Linked DNA regions of Anas platyrhynchos: region 2 is linked to region 1. A link is a contact called in public Hi-C data. All regions are on one chromosome and are shown on one strand. The core of a region is the stretch at or near the end of the contact, and the rest is flanking DNA. Distances in the headings are between cores, read along the strand shown. Region 1 overlaps CHST15 (carbohydrate sulfotransferase 15). Region 2 overlaps OAT (ornithine aminotransferase).

What was found. Hi-C and Micro-C count contacts between places; a contact is called where the count stands out from the background.
Region 2: a contact with region 1 is called in a Hi-C map of small yellow follicle, with 6 times the contacts expected there. The contact joins two enhancer-like sites. A contact is called at or near these places in 5 of 8 Hi-C or Micro-C datasets (F1 follicle, F5 follicle, skeletal muscle and 2 more).

The regions. Positions count from the first base shown.
Region 1 is chr6:37,531,059-37,537,906 of IASCAAS_PekinDuck_T2T, reverse strand. CHST15 (carbohydrate sulfotransferase 15) reads left to right here. Exons shown (of 8, transcript XM_038181451.2): 7 at 1,362-1,509; 8 at 2,797-3,415. The coding sequence ends at 2,987. Among named protein-coding and RNA genes, the nearest start is that of CPXM2, 45 kb to the right of the region's middle. Within about 2 kb of position 5,471, at least 4 of the 8 cell types and tissues checked have an H3K27ac peak or open chromatin away from gene starts, as enhancers often do. A contact at or near this core is called in F1 follicle, F5 follicle and small yellow follicle, where this site is marked.
Region 2 is chr6:37,700,143-37,706,591 of IASCAAS_PekinDuck_T2T, reverse strand. It overlaps OAT (ornithine aminotransferase), which reads left to right. Exons shown (of 10, transcript XM_027460290.3): 10 at 224-422. The coding sequence ends at 384. Among named protein-coding and RNA genes, the nearest start is that of OAT, 15 kb to the left of the region's middle. Within about 2 kb of position 2,166, at least 5 of the 8 cell types and tissues checked have an H3K27ac peak or open chromatin away from gene starts, as enhancers often do. A contact at or near this core is called in F1 follicle, F5 follicle and small yellow follicle, where this site is marked.

The sequences.
Region 1 (6,848 bases), core at 4,222-6,721:
CTGTAAGGAATGGGGCATTTGTCAGCTTATCCGTGTGGAGAATCAGTGAAAAACAGAGAAATCTAGAGAAAGGCAAGCTGAGCCAAGGGAATCAAACCAAGCCCGCAGATGTGGATGTTATGGAAGGGAGAATAGCTTGGGAAACCCCACTGGTGCTCTTTGATGTGCAGGATGAATCTTATGGAAGTGCACTGAATCTTATGGAAGAAGATGACGTGTTTTGGAAGAAGTCAGTAAAATGTGCTCTATAGGGTAGGAAATCAAGGTTCCTGAAGAAAACTGAAAAGTAATGGGACAGATTAGTTAAAACTCCTGGTTCTGGTGAAAAGTTTTAAAGAAAGATTCTAGGCCTGTCTGGGGAAAGCACTGCACTGCCAACATGTACCGTGCAGCTGAGAATGGAGTTTCACTCACCTTTATCAGAAGAAAAAAGTGAAACCCAGTGCTGAGTTATGTGTTTCCCCAGAGTGCAGTGAAACCGGATACTAGCTAAGATAATCACATTTTTAATCAGTGTTCAAATTCTTGTACAGCACGTATGTAAAGAAGTCTACTAAATATGGAGGCTTATTGTAAAAAGCAGCCAAAGACACAGCCGAATCTCACATCGTGATAACAGTTGCTTAGCAATAATCCAAAAATTGGCTTATTTGGGGGAAATTTAGGTAGTTTAGGTACATGAGTCTGAGTAAGAAACGAAAGAGACTTGTTATCTGTCTTCAGTACTGTGGTAATGAGACTAAAGTTGTTAAGTCTCTTTTATGAAAGACACTTATGACTTGGGATTCATGTTTCTGTCTTTTGAGCCTGACCGGTTTTAGATAATTATAAGCACAGTCAGAGGCTGGATTTTTATATTGCAACTTATCTAAAATTTAGGAGGTTGGAGGGAAACAGGTCAGGACAGGCTTTTCCCACCCATCCTCCTCCTCTCTGGTTTGCACAACCTGATGCTTTCAGCGTGTTCTCAGCCGACACCACGAACGCTGACGAGCAGCCACTGCTGCAGCCTAGATCTAGATCTGGAGATCACAATCAGAGGCCACCGAGCTTCTAGGAGGCAACGCTGTTACGCAGAGCTGCGGCTGATTCAGCAAATGCTGCAGGAAGGAGTGCGTGGTTCAGGTCCTTCATAAAATGTTTCCACTCGTAGATAGGCCATTTGCAAAGATTTACATAAGCTTCACTGAAAGCAAGAGTAAGATTAATTTTTTTTTCATATGTTTTCATAGTCCTTCCAGAGAACATATTTGGGATTTTTGCCCAGAAGACATATGTGAATATTGGTTTGTTTTTGCTCAAAGTGATGTAAATTAATTAGATTTTTTTTTTTTTTTTTTTTTTTTTTTTTGTGCTTATAGGTAAGGTTGCAGGTTGGGCTTTATGTTGTCTATCTTTTGGACTGGCTGACTGTTTTTGACAAAGATCAGATACTTGTTCTCCGCTTAGAGGATCATGCATCAAATGTGAAATACACCATGCACATGGTGTTCCAGTTTCTGGATCTCGGTAGGTGTCCTCTGGCTGTTCTGAGATAAGTACAAAAAATCATTATTATCCTTCTTAGGTCATTTTTGCGATATTAGCAGACAAAACAAAAGCATGTGAATCAGTCTTGAAGGATTCATTAATCTTGTTGCCTTGAGTCAAGCAAAATTAAAATTCCCAAATTCCCATAGAACGGTTGGTGTTAGAAGAATTTAATAAAAGTATATTAAAAAAAAATAACATATTAAAACCTTTCACATTGTAGGGATCTATCTTATCAGACAGAAGCCGGTCCTGCTTCTGAAGGCAGTCAGGGCTTGTTTGTCATGGGCTTACATAGGTGCAAGAGCTATCCCACGCGATTTAAACAGCTTCAAGTGTTACCAGGTTGTGAATGCTGTTGCCAGCTAAAACTGATCCAGCATCTAAATGTGGGTATGTTGAAAGGTTGTGTTTTTAGCTGGGGAGAAGGCAAAAACTGTGTTTTTGCTGTGTTGACTGAGACATCTGTTGCTAATCCTTGGAGAAATGCTGGCAGACAAACTGTTGCCCAATGTTGATTTGACAGTAGCGAGAGGATGAAAATGTGGCTGCAAAATAGTCTGACTGGTCCAAACGCTGGTCTAGATGATGAGAAAGTTTGAATGTGGCAGATTGAACAGATGAAGAGCTTGGCATCTTCTTCTTGAAGATGGTTTATGCTGGAAAAGTCTGTGGGTGCTTATCTTTCTGAAGTACGTTGTCAAGGGCTAAGATTTACGCCTGCAATATCTGTGTTACGTGTATATATATCCATGTATATCACTATACCTGGGCATCACTTTGATCCCACTGACAACCTCAGAAACAGGCAAAAAAAAAAAAAAAAAAAAAAGGAGGGGGCGGGGCTTGTACAACCCATGAGTGAGTCTAATGGAGTTTCTACCAGGGAGTAGACAAGTCACATCATTAAGTGAAATAACAGTAAAAGAAAAAAAAAAAAAGAAAAGAATTTAGATTCCAAAATGGACAGGGAGCATATTCAGTGTCAGTGTTATTTTCTGAAAACAAATCTTTTCCTCTAGAAGTGACTTACGGTGTTTGTTGTACAGATGATTAATTAATATGAGAGAAAAACATATTTCCATATTTACCAAAAATGATTCATTTCACTAATCTAAACCTGTATTCAATATTCTGAAACACTGTCTGTGCTAACACAAATTCCATTTGTCTTCACTTGGCAAACCTTCCAACTTATTCATTTCTCTTCTTTAGCATGGGTATTTTTGGGGAAGAATACTAAGATAATATTCTGTTTTTCCACAGGACCTCTAAGTGAGAAACAAGAAGCTCTGATTACAAAGAGTCCTGCATCAAACACTAGACGACCTGAAGACAGAAGCCTGGGACCTATGCTACCAACAACAAAGGCAATTTTAAGAGATTTCTACAGGCCTTTTAATACAAAACTGGCACAAGTTCTTTTTGATGATGCTTTTTTATGGAAAAGGACATAATATGTAAATTTAGTGCCACAAATACAGTGCTTAAAGGAGTTTTTATTTTTTTAAATTCTATTTTTGTGCGTGGATATTTACATTTTTCCCATTCCAAAGAGAAGCCGATTGATGAGATGAGACTCTCACCTTCAGTCAGCACACTTCATGACAGTTATATCACATTTTCCTTGTGAGAATGTAAAGCATCTTGCTTATGAGTTTCTTGCAACTTCTTTTGCCCCAGCAGAAGTGTAGGATGGAAAAGCACTAGGCGATGTCTTACACTCTCGGCTGGGATGTAGAAGTTTAACCTTCTCTAAGATGCTGCAACATGGAATTAGCATCAATTTCTTACAATTACACTTATAATCTCATTTTCAATATATATTATTCATTCATTTTTTCAAACTATCAGTGTCATGTAGTCATTAAATTTTTTAAGTGAATTCAACCAAAAATTTTGTTTCTTTTTGTCAGCATGTTCACAAATAGTCTTCTCTCACACTAAGGTTTCTATGTCTCCTTAATTCTGAAAGTAACTTTAATAGGTAATTGCATTTACATAAATTTCAAAGTCTAATTTATGTCTTCAGTATAAATAGGCTTTCCTAGCCCCAAAATCAAAAGAAATTTTATATTCACATAAGAATGGATGACAGAAATTTAAACAACAGTCCACATTCAATGTTTAGTGTAGCAAATCCATTTGCCTTCCACATTTTGTTCATGTAAACACAAACATGTATCACCTATTCATATCATTCACATTTTCCTAGGAAACCACTATCAGGCTTGATGTAAAGTCAATGCTGGCCATAGAGAGCTTTTATGGAGTTTTCTCTTCGGTCCTACACAAGTGCTCTACTCCATTGCAAAAAGTATGCATTTTTAAATCACTATGAAATCTGGTCATTAAATGAATTAATGGACAGGATACACCATGTCATGCATCGTTATGGAAAGGATATGTTAAATAATGAACTAGTTGCACACTGTGTACATCTAGTTTAAAAAAGGCTTGAAAATAGAGACTTGAGGAAAAGCTATTATAAGGATGGTGGAGAAACTTTGGATTCAGTTTGGAGTCTGGAATGCCTAAAATAAGAAATTTAGGTAAGCTGTTCTGGACAACTAGAACTGTTTAGTTCTGGTTCAGAAATGTTTATAGATCAAAACTACTTAGAGGAGTGAGAATGGATTTTTTTTTGTCAGTCTAAAAAAAAGTATTATGGCAACATGAATCAGAAAGTCAGAATCAATTCACCACTAAAATTTTCACTCTATATTTTATTTATACTACACATTTCTGCTAGCTGTTCTCTGAATTAGAATCAACGCCACATGGCCAGTAAAACTTTATGGAAATTTTATTAAACATAACTGCTATGGACACACATTTCTGTATTTCTGTTTAGTTGCCAGCTACAACCATGATCTGATACTATCTTAACCAACCCTAAATGCTAATGAGTGTCGTTTTCATTTAGTGTGAGCATCAATTCCCTAAACAAATCATATGCACTAGTTTGGGCATGGTGCTGAACATTAATTTCACCAATGGCCAGGGAGCTTCTCTATGTCCATTGCCTACTTGTACAATGTAAATTAGAACGTGCTTCAAGGTCAAAATTTCTGCCCTAGGTTGAATCAGCCCCAGCACACTGCTAGATCACAATCTTGCCTAGTTATGGCTCACAGGAAGGGGAAAGGTTGAGGGTTCCCTGTGCAAAGGAGGACAGTGATGGCATCTCAAGCAAGGATAGGTTCAACATAGAGCCGTTGGTGCTCAAGGAACCACCTTACGACACTGGGTTATTGAAAGGCTAAATATTAAAAAGTAGAAAATTAAAGAGGGCATCTCTTGGGAGGTTTAGGGGGCAGGGATGGAGGTGGTGGTGGTAAGGATTTTGTTGTCTGGTACAGACTGGAAAAAAATATTGAACTGGTGACTCAGAATAAAATAAAATATCATTTGATCTTCCTGAGTAATGGCAGGTGTCAGACCCCTTTTCAGTACCACTGCCGTTCAGTGGCTTCACTCTGGCCTCACAGCAAATCTCTACACGTGACAAGGCTCATCCAAAAATTTTCCAGTCTCTTTACCTTCCTGTTGACAGTTCTAGACGTGAAAGAATATGATATTCTTGTTGTTATGCACTGTAGCCTTGACTTGTCCTACATCCCAAGAGCAGTAATTTGCCAAGAATTTAAACTTACTATCAGGACAATATGTTTTCGTGTTTGCCAAAGTGTAGCAGTGGCTCTTTGCACAGAGCTCAGAAAATGTGTGCTTCATTCCCTATTTACTCTTATCTCTGCTGAACTAAAGTAATCAGGCGAGGATGCAGCCTTCCTGAGCCCAAAGGCACTGAGGAAAGGGTCGTTTCCAAATGTTCTTGCTGCTACTGCAGAAGAATGCGAAATGTGCTTTCTGTAAGACCTTGCATGCTCGGGCCAAGCACGTTGGCTGGCTGGAAGACGCACAGTGAAAACAAAGGCTCTCCTGCTAAGAAAAACAGGCACTGATTTACAAAGAAAATGATACGCTGTTATCTGCTGAGTCCAGAGCACAGGCTTGTGTGCCTCAGCTAAACAAACTGAAAACAAGCAGCGGGGTTGTCACGGATCTGAATACAACTTTCTGCTAAGAAATTAATCCATCTTCCAACCAACGCTCTTTTATTATAGACGAGGCACAAATGTGGTGCAAAAAAGTAATAGATATCTCCCAACAGATAGTCCTGCCACAGGCAAGCCCAACCAGGCTTTTCTGAGCAGTAGTTTTCTAACAGAAACGCTGGTGTTGCAGTACCATCTTGTGGCTAACGTGTGCCATAGGTTGTGGGTTTGACTTTTTTTTTTTTTTTTTTTCATTGAAAAAGGAAAAGGCAGGTTAAAAAAAAAATCCAGTTATTTTCAGATGTCCAAAGGGCATCAAATGCCCAGATTTTCTGGCTCCATTTATTGTAGCGGTGCTTCTAAGTATTAATACATGCATATCATTGCCATTAATACACTTGCCAGACTGCTGTCCTGAGAATCCTGGCTTACAGAGGTACTGCTACAGACTTTGATCCACACTTCTCTCTGGACCAGCTCTCTGGCACGGCCTCTGTCAAGGGAAGGATGTCAGCAGCAGCAGAGGCTTGAGAGATTTTGGCAGTGTCATGCTGGGGACCCCTGCTTTTAAGTCACGGCTCCTGTGGAAACTCTGCCTGCTCTCTGTGCTGCCTCCATCAACTGAAAGGCCCTTAAAATGATTGCCAGAGTGGCAGGGGCTTAATGGAGTTCGAGGCTGAAATCTGCCGTTGAAAATTAGAGTCCTGCTGTGTACACACTAAGCCCCAATTAACAGAAAATAATGTTTTAAAGAGGCACAAACAGCAATCAACGTATCGCATTTCACAGGAAGGAAATGCTTCCTGTCCCTCACCCTCACAGCTTCTGAGCATCCACTTGCTGAGCAAAAAAAATGCCTGTATAGGGCAGTGAGCTGGTTAATGCCTCTGGGGCTGGGGCACTAACAGCACTGCCTGGCACAGGATGCTCACACCAGAGCAGAGGGACCATGGGGACAGCAGGGGTCCCCAGCCCCTCCTGCTCCCCAGGTACATCCATCTGCCGTGCATGATCTAGAGGAAGAATGCTGAAAATATAACCCTAAGAGCTTTAAAATTGGCATTTAGTCACTGAAGTAGCAGTTGCTGGGGTAACAACTCATTGCATGGCAGTGGTGGCATTGCAAGTAGCATCTTCCCCAAGGAAAACACAGGCAAGCTATCATTAAGCCGTTCACTATTAAAACGGAGTGCAGACTAATTCACAGTTATTTCCTCCATCTGGCTGTAGTGCACACACTTAGAAAATGATCTCTTCTTC
Region 2 (6,449 bases), core at 917-3,416, 170 kb before region 1:
CTGTGAAAGAGCAAAGCTCAGTTTTTGCAGCGGCCTTAAATATTCACTGCAAATTCTGGAGAGCTGCTCAGATGTCACCACTTCATTTGTGAGAAAGAGCACATGATATTTGATTTTTCTCACTACTAAATGACAAGCAGTTTACAGTCTGGCTCCTCATACCACGTGCTGAAAATGCGCCACTTCCTCTGGCACGGTGTAAATGTCTTTCCTTTCATTGCAGACTACGATGCCTGGAAGGTGTGTCTGCGGCTTCGCGATAACGGACTTCTTGCCAAACCTACCCACGGTGATATCATCCGTCTGGCACCGCCTCTGGTGATTAAGGAGGATGAAATCAGAGAGTGCATCGAAATAATTCATAAGACCATTCTGTCTTTCTGAAAATGTGGCTTTTAAAGAGTATCTGCTGACTGACCCGAGCTGGTGTGTTGTTATATGTGCGATGAAGCCTGCACGTGAAGCAAGCATCTTTAATTCCTTTTATCTAAGAGGACTTAAGTCTTTAAAAACAGGAAAAAAAAAAAGAAAAAAAAAAAGCTATGTCTTTTATTTTCTTCAGAGCCATTATAATTTAATAATGATTTTAAAGAGCTTCCAATCTTGGAATACGTGGAGATGAAGTGATGAGGTTCTGTTCATCTAGTCGAAACTTAACCAAACTGAGTCAGAGTGTTTGAGGGGGGCACATCTGTACAAATCTGCTTAATTATTGAAAGTCTTGGCCAAAGTTTAGAGTATAACTTATATACATATATATATATATATATATTTAGTAAGGGTGCTCTTGAGCTTTCAGAACTCTCCCAGGCATCACATTTGGTATTTTTGCCTCTTGGTGAGATGCTTGTAGTGGGGAAGCGCTTGCCATTATGGTAGAATTTCTGTTTTTCATTTACAGATAGAAAAAAAAACAATGCTGAAGATTTCACAAACTGGGTGTTGTGCTGGTGATCTTGACAAGCATCAGGCTGTGTTCCGTGTGTAAAGCATTTTGGTTTTATAACTCGAGTTGCTGTTCTCAAGACTGGTCTCTGTGTTTGGCTTTGCAATCTTGTAAAATAGATCTGAGTATACAGATCTGTTTTTACTGTTACAGAACTTCCTATAATCTGGATGTTTCTATTAAAACATGCCTTGCTTTAAAAAGAAAAAAAAGTTAATGTGCAATTTAAATCCACAGTCTACTGAAAAAGAGTGAGCCCCACAGAAACTTGCAGTCACCTCTATCCAGAGCCACAGCAGTCTGTCTTTTTGTCTCTTTATATGGCAGCTCTTGCTGTTTGTTTTTCTTTTTTTCTTTTTTTTTTTTTGTTCCCTAGGATGAGTGCTTTACCATGCAAATGGTAAATAATGCTGTGGTGCTTGAAAGGCAATGCAGTTCATAGAAATGAACCAATCTGCCCTTCAGGACCCCAGTGAGTGCCTTACCCAGGTGTGTACCTTACTTGGTTTCAGACAAAATGCAGTCATCTGCCATGGATGGGGGAAGAGTGATTCAAGTTGGAAAGGTCTCATTTGTGCAAGGGGCAGTGTGTCACCCTGACTGTTAGCCTCAGGAATTAAATGCAGAAAGGTGTTGCCTGGGAAGGCTGCCATTTCTGCAGGCTGTGCTTCTGCAACCTAACAGGAAAGGTGAAGTAACTGAAAGAAACTGTAGTGGGAACATCATTGCTGGAGTCCTTTCCAAAAGGTGAACCCTCCAAAATCCTTAGCCAAAAAAAATTACTTTCATAGAGCAGTAGGGCTGGCAGGAGCCAAGGACATGATCAGGTCCGTTCCCCTGCCCCAGTTATGCCACTGGTTGCATAATTGCCTGAAAGGGCTTTAGGACAGAAGACTCCTTTCCCTGTTTCAGTGCTTCCTTGTCCTCACAGTTAGCAAGTTTCCTACCGTATTTATTGTCTGTGTCTCTCTTGCTGCCCATCAGGGCCACAGAACAAGTTATTGTCCTTCTGTACAACAGTCTTTAACACGTGTAAAGATCGTTATCATTCCTGTTTCAGTGGTTTCTCCTTCTCTCAGTAAAATTCTATTACTTTTCCTGCAAGGTAATGTTTCCCTTCATCCTTCTTGCTCTCCTGTGATTCACTGCTCCAACCATGCCCTCGCTGCTGCTGAGCAGAGCTGGACTTGTTTGTGCCGCCTGTGTGCTGTACTGCATTTCATGTCTAAGCATTGTCGTTTGGGTTTTCTTGCAGTGGCATATTTTTATCTCTCAGCTTGTGCTTGCAGGCTCCCTTCTGTGCGAATTGTTTTGAAGAACAGCTTTGAACCTGTTTGTCCTCATTTTGTTTGTTTGTGTAACGAGCAAGAATAACCCGCATGTAACATTTTGTTCTGGTTTATTGTCTTTCAGCCTCTTACTCAGAAGGTTTCTCTGGCTTTGTTATCGATTTCAGCTCTGATCTTGTCCAGCCCACTTTCCAGTTGCAGACTAACTGGGCCAAGTCTGCTCAGGACTTGATTTTTTTTTTTTTCTGTTTGTACAGCAGATCATTGCTGGCTGATCTCTGGGCTTTTTATTCATCCCATAGTTGCTTCCTGAATCTTGTTTCCTTGATGAGCTTACAAAAACTGAGGCATGTAAAGCCTTTCTGAAGACAAGTCAAAAACTCAAATTACACTTATTTAATGACTGGGTAATTAAGGATTTTTTCTTTTTTGACCTGAAAGTTGCCCTCAATTCTGCATTGTTTCCAGAGCCACAGCTACCATGTGAGGAAGGCAGGTGTGTAGTGCCTGCTGAAGCAGCTCAGAAATTCAGGAGCAGAGTTAAGAAACCACATACGTTGCTTTGGGAGTAAAGAAAGATCGTCTGCCTGTGATATGTAGCGTGTGTTTGGAGAAGGAGAGGGCAAAACAAGGGCTAACTTTACCGTGGAAAGTGTCTTTTTGTCTGTCTTCTGGCCAAATCCCAGTTCATGCTTACTAGATTTTAGTGACATGGCTTAAATCTCTCAAGCTCAAATGCAGCTGCTCATATAACTAATGGGCTTGTAAATCAGTCTCTGGGTTTGTTGTCTGGGATTTTAATTAGCCTTAGAAATTTTCTTCAGGGCTTCTCTTACCAAAAAAATGTAGACAACTAAAGTGCCTCCAACAGCTCAGCGCCAGAAGTTCGGTGCTTTCGTGTTTGTGCTTGTTGTACAAGTTGCTCAAGTGTGCTACAGCTCTGCCAGGCGCTGCTCCTGAACAAAGTTTGCATTTGAAGGATGCCAAAGTGGAAATCATTTACAAATTAGTGTAATACATACTCTGAAACGTGCAAAGAAAATACATAAGACGCTTCGTAAAATATTATGGGTTTGTTTCTGCATCCTAGCATTATAGAAGTGAAGAGGCGAGGAAAGCAAGCCCGGAGAATGCCCTTTCGATGCCTTCCCCGTACTTTTCAAGTACTTCTCTGATAGAGATAGAGATGCATCTTGATATGGAAGAAGGCATGGCAGTGACGCTTCTTTGGTGATGCTTCCTGCTGTTGTAATTGAAATTCATATTTAAAATGGGATTTGAAAGGGATCTGTGTGTTCAACACAAATTGCCTATCCAAACGGTGTCCATTCCTTTAGCAGGAGCTCCACAGCAATGAAATTTCCTGGAGGTCCGTGTGCATTTACAAGATGTCACTTCAAGCATTTGGCTCTAAAGGCTTAATCTGTCTCCATCATAGTGCCTGCACGCGTTCTGCTGTTTCTTTGTGTCGGGTATGGTGTATGAAATGCTTTCCTAAATGAACAGTGACTGTGCACTGAGTGCTGTGCAAACACGGGGAGGTAATCTAAGCACCCAAGAGCCAAAGCAGCATTCCTCGTGTGCCCAGAGCTGCCATTGACTTCACTGGAAGCTTTGTTTGCAAAAACAATGCCGAATTGTGCTATATGCCAGCGCTCTTTGCCAAAAAACGCGGACGTTTCTCTTGGCGTGAAATCATGGAATATGTATTCTGACAGAAAAATAAATCTTTGTTTATGGGCAAATGTAAACTGAGGTTTAAAGGCGCCACGTGAAGCAGGGAAAGGCAGGAGCAGCGCGAAGTGGGGAGGATCAGGAAGCATACAGTGCAGGATTCCTTTAGGTTTTTGTCTTTTCTGCTGGCAATCTTGGAGCCATGCTCATGGCATTGTCCTCTGGGATTCTTTACGGCTGCAAAAACCTGAATTTATGCACTCAGACAGTATGCCTGAAAGTTAAAATTTACCCCAATAGGTTATTTGCTTAAAAGGCCTCAAGTGCCTCTCAGTCTTCACCGGGTAAAGAACTGCACATCTTGAACCTGTTAGAAATTGCCATGATGAAGCAACCTCTGTTTTCTTTGCCTTTCAACAGCAGTGTTAGGGCATTAGTTGAGCAGAGGACGAGGCTGTAGTTTGTTTATTTATTTATTTTTGGCTGTTTCTTGTTCACGTTCTCATCTTTTCCATCTTCCTGGCAGCAGATGGAGCCAGAAGCTCAGCTTTACACTAGGAGCTTACTGCTGGGTGTAGGATTTTGGGAGTTTGTGACTCCTGAGGGCTCGCTTTTGGTCTTCACTGATACAGAAATGTGACACAAACTCCAGTCTCATCTCTGTGTCATATCTCAAACTGGAATTTAAGCAGTGCACTCGTGGCTAATCTTGGGTGCGGGGGACTAAAATAGAATTCCTTTATCTCTAATATGACAAACACCCGGTAATTCATAGCTGTCCCTGTTTGACTGATAGGGATGGAGGGACATCTGAGCGGGGGGGTGGAAATTTCCTTCCCAAAGAACTGAAGTAGAAGGAAGATGGAGGTCTGAGAGAAATCTTTAAATATTTCTTTACATCAGGAAACCGCTTTCTGTGGGCCTCCCTGTGGTGCTTTGGCCCAGAGTGGGGCACTTAACCAGCTGGGGTTCTTGGAGTTTTCTGGGGTTTTGGGTGTTTTTTTGGTCCCACCCCAGCCCATGTGCAGCCAGAGAGCTCACGGGGTCAAGGCATTGCTGCTTCAAGCACTCCTTTGTTTTTCTTTCAAGTGCAAGCTAATCTGCTTTCATTTTCCTCCTCGAGTCAGTCTGTTTGCATCCCGCAGCCTGGAGTGCCGAACGCTAACGTGGCGTGGCTAAGAGGTGACCATAACGAATCCTGCCTGGTGGTTGTTTCCCTCCCATGCTGTCTGTCTGTCTGCAGGGGCTTGTTTGCAGAAATCTGAGCAGAGGCTGTGCTGTCTGGAAAATCCCCGGGCTCTTATTGGCGCTAGTCCAAATAAATACGAGGAGAAAGCAAATCCTCCTCATTCCTGCACAAAATCCTATTAATTTGCTATGATTTGGGCTCCGTATAAAGGCCCTCGGGAGTACTGACCCTTTGCACGATGTGCAAACCCAACAAAGGCCTGGACCTTGGATGAACTCCCAGTCCTTCCCCAGGGTCTGACACGGGGGAGACCTAATCCTGCAGCTAATACCCAGAGATGGAGGAGAGCTGGGAAAAGCTGCCCGCGTTACACAACTCCACCTGAAGGAACGGGACGGAGGAGGGGGTAATTCACACACACACCCAGGATGAGGCTGTAGGAGCTGCCTCAATGTCCCGAAAGCCTTGAGACCTTCAAGGGAGATGAGGTCTGGGAGCACTTTCCTCCCCGTTGTACCTGTAGCTCTGGCTGGGGGCAAGAGGATCTATTTTCCTGCATAGCTTTTCATCTTTCACCCACAACACCACTCAGCCACGATTAAATATGAATTACTGGGTGTTGTGGGAGCGTTCGTCAATAATGGGTGAACATCTCAGCTGCTCCCAGAGGGGCGCTTTGTGTTGTCTCTGCAGGAACAGAGCCTTTACGGCAAGGTTAAAGGCAGCGTGAGGAACATGTGAGGAAGGGACTGATGTCTGCGTGTGGCTTCTCTGAAATTAACCTTTGAAAGCACGAAAATGAAAACAAGATTAAATGCCTATCGGGCAGGCGGTGCTGTGTGGCCGCTGCCTTTGTAACGGGCTGTCTGCATCTCCCAGGGCAGCCTCCCCAAGCAGGAGCTAACCCCCAAAACATCATTTTGAAATATCCCTGCTCTTCGTGGCCCCGCAGAGATGAACCAGGACCTGTAGCGGGGTTCCCAGCTCTCTTACCCAGCTCTGCTACCCTACCTCGGTGGGCAGGTGGGAGCTGCAGGACGCACAGCTCCCGGTTATATTTCATCCCACGGAGGGCACGTGGGTGCTTTTATCCTGCTGGGTGTCCCAGCTCGGCGTGGAGGCAGCCACCAGTCAGACTTTTCCAGCCGCTGGCTGTTCCTGACCACCCTCCGTGCGGATCCTCGCCTGGGCACCACATGGGGAGCCGGGGAGCGTGGGATGCTCCGAGCCCCAGCCGTGCCCTCCAGCCGGTCGGGGGCTGCTTTTTTCCAAGCTGCAAGTCACCCGTTTGCGGCTCGCATGACAGCGGGCTGAGCTGGAACAGTTTGGTTTAATCTCGTCTATTCTGCGG